3 separate regions of the Mus musculus genome follow, and all the other regions are linked to region 1. A link is a contact called in public promoter capture Hi-C data. All regions are on one chromosome and are shown on one strand. The core of a region is the stretch at or near the end of the contact, and the rest is flanking DNA. Distances in the headings are between cores, read along the strand shown.

Region 1 (3,296 bases), core at 329-2,828:
GCTTTAATCAATTAATTCCTCTCTCCTGTGATACTGACAAAAGACAAATCTTCAACCAAGTGTGGTAGCATGTGCTGACAATCCCAGCACTCAAGAGGAAGGGGCAGAAAGATCAAGAGTTGTAGGGCAATCAAAGCTACCCAGCAAGGCTCTGTCTCAAAGAAAACAAAACAAGCCACGCACACACTTTGGTAAACTAGACAGTCTTATAAGAGTGGCTACAGTATTGATCTCACTGGGTTATCATCATGCCTCAGCCCATGTGCTATAAGAACTCAGTGCACTAATTGTGAGAACACAGAATTAGTGGAACCAGATTTATCATCTTAGTTTTTGTCAATTTATTATTAATGTCTTGGAGTTTATAAATGTAAAATGGCTAAAATATCACAAGGAAACTACAGTAAGTGACAACAGTGAATAAGATAACATAGGAGTTATAATTTTACATCTGACCTACCTGTTCATTCAAAGGTCTTTCTGCACTTAATTCTCTATTATGCAGGGATTTGTCTAGAATAAATACACATAAATATAAATTTAATTGTGCATTTGGGTGGTCAAATATGTTTCCTATTAAAATAAAAAACACAATGAAAAAAGATTTTTTGGAGAAATAATTCTGAATGTTATAAAATAAAATTTATAGTAGCAAAGATTATCAATTGTATACATGGTGAGTTCCAAAGTTGGTATGCTTATTATATTATTGCATATCCTGAATTAAATGCAATCACACTTTTATTTTCTGATCAGAAATTTAACATATAGTTCTAATTCTTAGCTTATTAGCTCTTTTCAATTGGAAACATACTATTTGGATTATCATTGCTGGTACATTAAAAGAGATCATCATATCCTGCATGTGTAATGAGCAAAAAAAAAAAAAAAAAATCCTAGCCACTTTAAGCACAGGTACTCGCTCCCCTTTTCAAAATAAGACCATGTTATCGCTCTATTATTTTAAAAGTAAAGGAGAAAGAAAAATCCATCTTCGTTCTCTGAAGTCAAAACCGTGTATATTCTGTCAATATGCACGATACGAGATCTGCTGAGAAAAACTAGGCAGGGCGATTTAGAGCTCACGGGTCACATCAAGCTTTATCTTGGCTGGGCCAAATGAAAGAGAACTCTAAAGCAGAGCAATGTCCACATACCTTGGCTGCCTTCGGGTTTGGGGAAAGCTTGAATTGGGCCGCTGTTGAGCACCAACACCAGTATCCAAGAGCCGGTCCAAAGGAACCCCATTCTTTCTTGCTCTTCTGTGCTTTGCTGGAAAGAGCTTGGCGCTGGGCCCCTGAGCTGTAGCTTTTGTTATGAATGAGAAGGGGAGTTAAGAAGCTGGAAGGGACAGGAGCCTGGGTGCGGGAAGGGAGAGGGTCTGGGCGCCTCCGGCGCAGTTGCTCCGGGCTGGAAGGAGGATGCAGGCTCTTCTGGCGCCCAGAGCAGGTGAGCAGGTGCGGTAGGCGCTGTCCGCCCCGCGGGTGCTGAAGTTCCTGCGCCGCCAGCGGACGCGGGCCTGGGCGTAGCTTTACTCCACTAGCTCCAGGAGAGGAAATGAGGAGGAGGCGCATGCTCCATGCAAACCAGAGGCGTGAGGATGGCGTCAGCGACCCAGCGCTACTCCAATCCCGCGGGAACGGAGCGGGGGAGGGGAGACAGGCTTGCTCGCGTATTTTCCTTGCCGCAGTCTTGGGTATGTTTCTACGTCGGAGTCGGGCCGGATTGCAGGATTGCTGGACGATAGGCATGGTTGCTGTACCTCAAGGGTTAAATGCCCTCTCTACCCGTGAACTTGTCAAGGAGACATGGGTAATCTTTGTCTAATTTTGATTGTTATTCTTCTGCAGTCTCTACTCCAAAATCCCTTCCTGCTATACTCAAAATTCTGTTATACCTTTATATTCTACTATAATCAAAATTCTGTTATAAACAAAAGATATAATTCTATCAAACCTTATAAAGACCTGCCTTTATTGATCTGTGTTGACAGTCTTTTGATGCTCTTGCATCTCAGCTCCACAGGAGCCTTTTGATTAGGAAAGCGCACGAATATTATTTCAAATACATTGTGCATAAAACTTCACTCTCACATAGTTAGAGAAGGAAACAAAACAAAACAAAACAAAACAACCCGTTTGTCCCTCTTGGAGCGAGAGTCCTCACCAGAAATATTCAGTTTTGTTCTCTTTCTTCTAACCAAGTAGGAAAAATAGTGTGCTTTTGTGACATTCTTCCCCGGGTCTAATTTATACCTGAGGATCTTGATGTTCTGAGAGTCTTTCAAGAAAAGGGAAAGCCATGAAAAATACTCCTCTCCTCATAAGCAAGTCAGAGGGGTGCTTCCTATAATCCGAGAATATCCTGGAAGACTGAGGTCATTGCATACAATTTACTATCCAAAGACTTTTAAGTGGTGAATGCGAGTAGCATAATGTGAGCGGGGTGCTGAGCAAGCTCTTTAGTCTGATTTTTAAGCAGAACTTGGATCTTTCCCTTTCAACTGCAGCCTGCTGAGAACCCAGCTGAAGAATGGCCACAAAGAAGGATCCAGCACAATCAGGCCTTTGATTTCTGGCTCCTCCCTCTCATGGACCAAGTTACTTATTTAAATACATGAAAACAAACAAACAAACAAACCCACTGACAAACAGATTTCCCTTTCTGGAGGTTTTGAGTTTAATAGTCATGCAAGTATTTCAGTTAAGAATCTAAAAGTCCTTTTGTTTCCATGTGAATCTTTTTTAAAAATTGATACATTAAAATCTGTTACAGAGTACTTCAAATCTAGCAGTTACTTCAAAACGAATAGATCTTTCTCAATGGTGGGTAGCACAGTATCATTATCCTGGTATGCTGCAGTCTTAAAAATTAACTCATGGGCTAGAGCAATGGTTCATTGGGTTTGCAGAGGACCCAGAACCTACATAAATGTAGCTCACAACTGTTTGTAATTGCAGCTCCAATCCTCTTCTGGCCTCTGTGAGCAACACATGTGCACATACCCCAACACAGACACACATCCATATAATTATTAAGATTGTGTTTAAAAATTTAAAAAAATTGGGTCATATTTTAAAATCACATCTGTGCTAAGGGAAATTTCTTTAGATCTCTGTTCCTTAAAACATAAATGACAGCTCTATCAGCTGACATATAGATGCCACTTGTTATCACATTAGATAGAAACTGAACTATGGAATGAGTAATGTTTCAGATCAGCTGACTTATGGAACAGGAAGGAATATGAATAGAATAGAATGTGGCATAAAAATAGAATATGAATAAGTTCATGT
Region 2 (3,296 bases), core at 360-2,859, 640 kb after region 1:
GTTCTTGGAGATTTCTAGTCTCATGACTAATATTCTCCCTAATGAGCCCCTCTCAGTCAGGAACTGTCAGCTTATCTACACTGTGACTTCGAAGAGAAGGAAAAAGCATTGGTTGTGATGGATAGCCTGGCGAGTTCTTTACTGCCCTTCATTTCAGTTACAACCTTTGTTTTTTTACTTCCCAGCTTCCCAGCCTCTTTCCTTTCACTCACCTCTCCGCCTTATTGAGAAGGTAGTACTGTCTCCAAACTGCCTGCCTCCTCCTGTCATTTTCAACAGATTTCCTCCACACTGCCCTCTGCATTCGAAAAGCCTCCTGTTCTCCATTCATCAAGGTACATGCTCCTTCCATTCACAATTTAAGCCCTAGCTCTCTGGAGAAGCTCCGTGTCTTGAAAGCGATTCCCCATCCTGTCCTAATAAATCCATCACCGCGGTCCCTATAGTTTCCTTACCCCTCACTTGGTCCCTCAGACATGGTGGTGGGGAGAATAGTAATGAGCGCGCAAGAGAACCTGTGCTCTCACAGACCAAGACAGACTCTGACATTAAGCTTAATCTTGTTGTAAGAAAAAGAATCAGTTGGTAAAAATATTTTTCTGAAACTGATAACAACCACTTGCGCGGTGGTGTGCATTGGTTGAATGAATGAATGCATGCATGTATGCATGAATGAATGCTTGAATGGATGGTGAGAGTGAGCTCCGGGGTACTTTTTAGGATGCTCCTCCTTCCTCCTGCGGCTCCAGGCACCGCTTCTGTTTAATTCTGCTTTTGCGATGGAGCGCGCTCCTCTGTCTGCCTTTGCCTCCACTCTGCCCCTTCGTTACCACTTCTTAACCCGAGCCTAAGCCTCCTTGCTAAAGGACGTGCCACCGAGCTCACGAAGGCCTTATGACTTCATCAGTTTCTGCGGGTGCAAGTCCTCCCCAGTAAACCCACCCAGCCTGCACAAAAGCATTACAGATTCCCCTACACTCAGCAAATCCACCTGGAGGTCCTTGTCCCTCTCCTTGCGCTTGTGTTCTTGGTTCTCAAACAGAAACAGTTTCCCTCTTTTCTCTGCAAACAAACAGAATAATCCTTCTAGAGATCCCTCCTAGTTTGTAAATTCAGAAAACTTAAAAAAAAAATTTATTAGAAACCTCAGCCAAGAGCAGCGACCTCTTTGTTTGCACCCCAGGAGAAGGGAGGGGTCTCCCAGCCTTGCAGCCTGGGCTGAGGGGAGGTGACAACCCTTTTGGAAGGCTGCCGGAGACCAGACTCACCCAGGACGTTCCCGATGAGAGCCACAACGAACACGATGATATACCCTGCGATCAGGACCCACTCATATTCTTTCGGGTGTAGGTATTCCCTCCACAGGTACCGCAGGAATTCCTCGTCGTCATAGTCCGTGGGATTTAAAAACGGCTCTTGAGTTTCATTCAGCTCTGAAGCAGATGACCAGTTGCGACGAGAGAGGGAATCCTCCAGTTTGGTGCTGGACATCACGGACTGGTCCCGTTCGGCTCAGTGCTGCAAGCTTGTCTCCGCCTGCCCCATGAGCACTGAGGATCCGCGGTGGGAAAGGCTGCGCCGCCGCGACTAGGGGCTCTGGAGCCGGGAATGACGTGAAAAGTTCCTGAGCCAATGCCTCCAGAGCCTTGCGCCCGGCAACTTCGGGCTGCTGCTTCAGTGTCTTTGCAGGGGATTTGCACCAGGAGAAGCTGCCTAAGAGCCAGGGAAATGGCAGGGGAGGTTGCAGCAATGATTCTGGAGTAGAGATCCTCCTTGACCTCAGCTCCAGCTCAATCACTCTTCATTCCAGCACTTAGCTTGCAACCCACAGCTGTCCCCAGGGTTGAGGGACAGAGAGATGAAGCTGGAAAATAAAAGTGGGGCGGGAAAGGGTGGGGGGAGTAAAGACAATTACCTTAACCTGTTTCTTTGTGGATTACATGTCCCTTTTCCATCACTTGCCTTCTATTGTACGTGCAATTTCTATACTATACTGGTATGCATAAGCCTGTGGATGTGGCTGGAAGGTCAACGCATGGTTAACGGAAGATCCATTTCTTCGCTTGTCTTAGTGATGCAAACGTAAAAGTAATCATGACCCACTCTAGCCTGGGCCAGGCCTATGCAAAAGTCATTCCATCCAAATATTTTAATATTTAATATAGCCTCGCAGTATTTATCATGTGCCAAGTTGGCAATGGCTGAATTGTTAAGGCATTGCCTGCCACTCCTTATCAAGAACGAGGAGAGGACCATTTTTAATTGAAGGCTGTATTGAATCGGGATGTGCACTTTCAAGGGCAAATGTAACACATCTCAGCAGAACCTACTATTCTGCTACGTGGACATAGTATTAAACTGACTCCTAATGAGTTATTCCAGCAATAGATTAATTAATGCATCCCTTCACCCGCACCAGAGGAGATTCTGTTTGCAGTAGATGACGGTTAATGTGGAAACGCAGAACTGGCCAAGATGCAGAGATTAAGACACTGCATGATGTTTGGCCCTAAAAGGAATACATTATACCATAAGCCCCCCTCCCACAGCTCAGGGATCATTTTGGGAAGAGAAGCCTGGAAGAGCCTAAGAGTCTGAGGCAATCGATGACGGGAAGGAATCAGTGACACTGAATCCAGACTCAGTGTCGTCTGGATACAGTAGAAAAGCTGCACATAGGAACTCACAGTGGTTGTGACAGCATGTTCAGGACCTGTGCAGGTCTAAGCCAGAACAAACCGCAGCATGGGGAGGGGAGCTGGATACAAAGTACCCATCCCTGTTGACAATTGTTAACTCCTGGGAGAGTCCGGTTTTTTGTTTTTATTTTCCCTAAGAGTGTATCCTCTGGTTAAAATCTACCACCCTCCAGTGAAGGTCCCTGCATCCAAGAATATCTGAGTTCAAATTAGCCTTGATGGAATAAAAAAAAGTAACAGGAACACAAAGTTGAGTACGTAGGAAAGGCGAGATTGATCTTAGAAAAGTTGGGAGACAGAGTGGATGGATCAGAAGAAGTACAAAATTCTCAAAGAACTAACAAAACAATGATGTGTCCATGCATACATTTAATTTTACTGGAGTCTTAAGATCATTTAAATGCTAACATTATCATTCAAAAAATCATCCATTCTTCTAGAACTGTTGCCTTCTGTGAAAGTGGGGACAGGCCTACTATGGACTTAAGTCACAGCCACTGATACAAATGTGGTACCTGTTGAGAGCTGGCCTTTCTGTGATATAAATAGTTGGTCTTCTTTTCCCTACACAATTCATTTCGACTGTGAAGGTTTGTT
Region 3 (3,296 bases), core at 415-2,914, 550 kb after region 1:
AATTCAGAATAATAAGATGGATATTATTGACAAGAGGGCATCTGGAAATAACTAGAGGGAGAGGTGCAAGCGCAGAGGTATAAGAAATTCAAATATGCATCCCACAGAGTGCTAAATCCATTTTCAAAATATTTGATCTGGATTGGTAAAGAAACAAGGGGAGAAGGAAAGAGGAGGGGGAGGGGGAGGTAGAGGAGGAGGAAGGGGAGGGAGAAGAAGGCTAAGGGGAGGGAGAGGAGAGGGAAGAAGAGGACAGGGAAAGGGGGAGGGGAAAGGAGGGATGAATCTATTCATTATCATTCATGATTATGATGCCCTTTTTTCATTTATTTATTTACTTATTTGTTCACTTTACATCTGGATGGCATCCTCCCCCCAGTCCCACCTTTACAAGCCCCTACCCTCCCACTACCCCCTCATATTCTCTGAGGAGGAACCTTGGGCACTGCCCTGACCCTGACCCCGACCCCGCCCCTCGCCATGGAAGTTGCCTGCCACTGGATTCCCTTCTGCTAGCAGGACTGCCTGGTTTATGGTGTTCTTAATAGTGTGTGTGTGTGTGTGTGGGGGGGGGGGAATGGGGTGGCCGGGCTAGCTAGCGGGGATGGGGTGGGGGAGGGGGCTAACTAGCAATGCATTTAATACATTTGTGTATGATTTCTGCGAGGAAGAAATCGAGAGGGAACCTTGGCAGGAGCAGAGGGTAGATTGTTTTGTGAATTGAGTTTTCGAAACCCTTAAAACATACAAGGCTATATTCTTTCTGAACAAATGTTCATTTTCTACTTTGTCATTGAGGAAACCTTTAAAGAATGGAAAAACAAAGGCCAAAGAGGAGAGGTCTTCGCAGCTGGTTTATACCACTTTTTGTCTGACTCTGGCCAAACTTATCTGTCTCTCCAGCTGTGAGGAATATGATATTGACTCTGACTTTGGGAAAAGAGACATGAGCAATTTCAGGTTAAATTTGAAGCCTCTTATAAACAGAATTAAGGCTGCCTTGGGCGCAGTGGGTGTATGTATAACAGCTTTGATGTTTCCTGAGAAAGCTGGCTACTCATGTCCTGCACTGGACCTGCGACTCAGCATCCGCTGTTCGTGTCACTGGTCAAAATCATTTCGGCTTCGGAGTTTTGTCGATGTACCTGTGCTCACTGGAAATATAGGATTGTTGAAATATTTGAGAACAAATTTTTTATAAAACTCATTTACTCACTTCCGAAGTAATTTAGAAGTTCAATGGACTTTTATTTACTTACGAAATTAGTTATTGAAACAATTTTTATTAAAATATTTTCTCATCTAAGCCTTAGCAGTCAACAACAGGGGATTAGGAAAACGACCATTTTATCTGCCACTCAACTGAGAATCTTCATCCACTGAAAGAGTGTATTTCCTGTCTGTGCTAGAAGGCTGGTCTTGCCCTAAGTGCGCAAAGAACTCCATCAGCTCAAGCAACCGAGTTGATTGGCCAGACAAAGTCCCTAGGGAGAGGAGGGTCTGTCTGTTTAGAAAGAAAAGAGTTCTTAATTAAAATGCCAAGCTGCTTCACTTTTAAATAAACGCACGGGTTTTACCTCTTTAGCACATTGAGGATGCTGATTGGTAGATAGCAAATTGCAAAGACCAGAAGTACAACCATGAGCATCCGGGCTGTTTTCCTTCGTGCTCGGATCTGCTTTATCTCAGCAGCAACAGCGCTAATCCGAGCCTTGCTCTGCTGTCCGGACCCCCGGGGCTGAGAAACCGGCTGCTGCTGCTTCCATTTTCTCTGAACCACAGAAGAAGTTCCGGGAATCTGAAAGGAGATGGAATCCCTCATTGGTACTTATCAAAGTTCTACAAAGAAGATGTAACCACAAGAGTGAGAAGCAGAAGTTTGGAGTTTGAAATTTTCGTCTCTCCAAGCACTGGCTAGGCGGAGTATGTTCTTATCACACATTTCGTCAAACACCAAATAGTTATATGCCTGGGGAAAAAGTTAAAAGTAAGCTTATATTGTTCTTGTGTTAAAACACGATAATCTTGTCAAGGTCTGAAGAGAACAACAAGAATACATTCCCTTATTAAACAGAGAAGGGACATATAGAGAAAAGAACGCTAAGAAAATTCAGATTATAAGATTTCATTATAAGTTCTAAATTCAGAAGTCTCCTAAATTTAAACACTCATCAGATAACAGGACTGCCTGCCCTCCCCACACACACCGAAAAACAAAAAACTTAAATGACATTTTGATGCATCGATACTGCCACCTGCTGTCGAGTAGAGACACGGCACCTAACCAGCTACTGAGTTTTATGAGGTTTTCTGTCTCCTGTTGAGACAAAGCAATTCCATGTGTAGAAGGAACAAAAACTATTCTTCGTGATTTAATGTTCGCACTTACAAAATTGCCTGAAACTAATTTTGCAATTTTCCCTTCTTGAAAGTGCACGAACACACCGAGAATCCTTCCAGGTCTTACACTAATGTCTTAAATAGCCACTATTTGTAGCAATTACATTACACAACGTGCGTTTCCTTTGATTTTTCTGTTGGTTGATAATAGCAGAAAGTTCTGCCAAGTATAATATTTTCTTAATTACAATCTCATGAATTGATAGATCTTAGCAAAATATTAAAATGCAGCTTATTCATTTTTTTTTAAAGATGTGCCAGTAAGTCCACCGCGGGGACAGCTTGATTGTGTTACAGTTACTCAGCGGCTACTTTTATCTCTGCACCGCACACAGTACAGAGCAGCGCGTTCCCGTGGCCTCTCAGAATGAAGGCTACCTTGAACCCGTGGCTGTTTACACTATGAGATCAAAGTCTATTAGAGAATCTTTCATTTGAAAATGGAGCTTTGCTTTGATGTCCAAACAGATGAGTCTCATTACATGAGACCCCACTTGACCATCTTCTCTCAGTTCAGGAGATCAATCACGCAGATGAAAACCGGCCGTGAGACAGAAACTTCTCAGAAATGGGCAGGGCCACCTCGAGAAACCACTGGCTGAGGAGATAAAGAGTCACAAATGCTCCCATTTTGATGATTCTATTTTAAAATTTTCTAAAAAGATTTTTCAATTTTTATTTTGTGTGTATGAGTGTTTTGATCTCTTGTGTATCTGTGTGTCACATGTATACCTGGTGCCTGCACAGGTCGGATAAAGGAAATGGATTCCCTGGGACTGAAGTTGGATGGTTGTGAGCGGTTACACTTAATTGCTGAGGATCTCTTCAGTATTGTGGCTCTCTTTTTTAAAAAAATAGTTTTAGAAAGAATTGTTTTAGATGTAGCACTAGATCTT

What was found. Promoter capture Hi-C pulls out the DNA fragments that hold promoters and counts their contacts.
Region 2: a promoter capture Hi-C map of liver shows a contact between it and region 1, with 6 times the contacts expected there. The contact joins the promoter of Hcrtr2 here to the promoter of Scg3 in region 1. A contact is called at or near these places in 8 of 39 promoter capture datasets (the 3T3-L1 cell line, cranial neural crest, embryonic stem cells and 4 more) and 1 of 9 other capture datasets (embryonic stem cells).
Region 3: a promoter capture Hi-C map of second pharyngeal arch cranial neural crest shows a contact between it and region 1. The contact joins the enhancer-like site here to the promoter of Scg3 in region 1. A contact is called at or near these places in 17 of 39 promoter capture datasets (the 3T3-L1 cell line, 3T3-L1-derived adipocytes, the C10 cell line and 11 more), 7 of 115 datasets of contacts at active chromatin or transcription factors (astrocytes, embryonic forebrain, embryonic stem cells and 2 more) and 3 of 9 other capture datasets (adipose tissue, embryonic stem cells and pancreatic islet).

The regions. Positions count from the first base shown.
Region 1 is chr9:75,682,478-75,685,773 of GRCm38.p6, forward strand. Scg3 (secretogranin III) reads right to left here and starts at 1,579. Exons shown (of 12, transcript NM_009130.3): 1 at 1,158-1,579; 2 at 461-513. The coding sequence starts at 1,248.
Region 2 is chr9:76,322,014-76,325,309 of GRCm38.p6, forward strand. Hcrtr2 (hypocretin (orexin) receptor 2) reads right to left here and starts at 1,610. Exons shown (of 8, transcript NM_198962.4): 1 at 1,269-1,610. The coding sequence starts at 1,491.
Region 3 is chr9:76,234,592-76,237,887 of GRCm38.p6, forward strand. Hcrtr2 (hypocretin (orexin) receptor 2) reads right to left here. Exons shown (of 8, transcript NM_198962.4): 5 at 1,578-1,798. Among named protein-coding and RNA genes, the nearest start is that of Gfral, 23 kb to the left of the region's middle. Within about 2 kb of position 1,665, at least 63 of the 459 cell types and tissues checked have an H3K27ac peak or open chromatin away from gene starts, as enhancers often do. A contact at or near this core is called in second pharyngeal arch cranial neural crest, where this site is marked.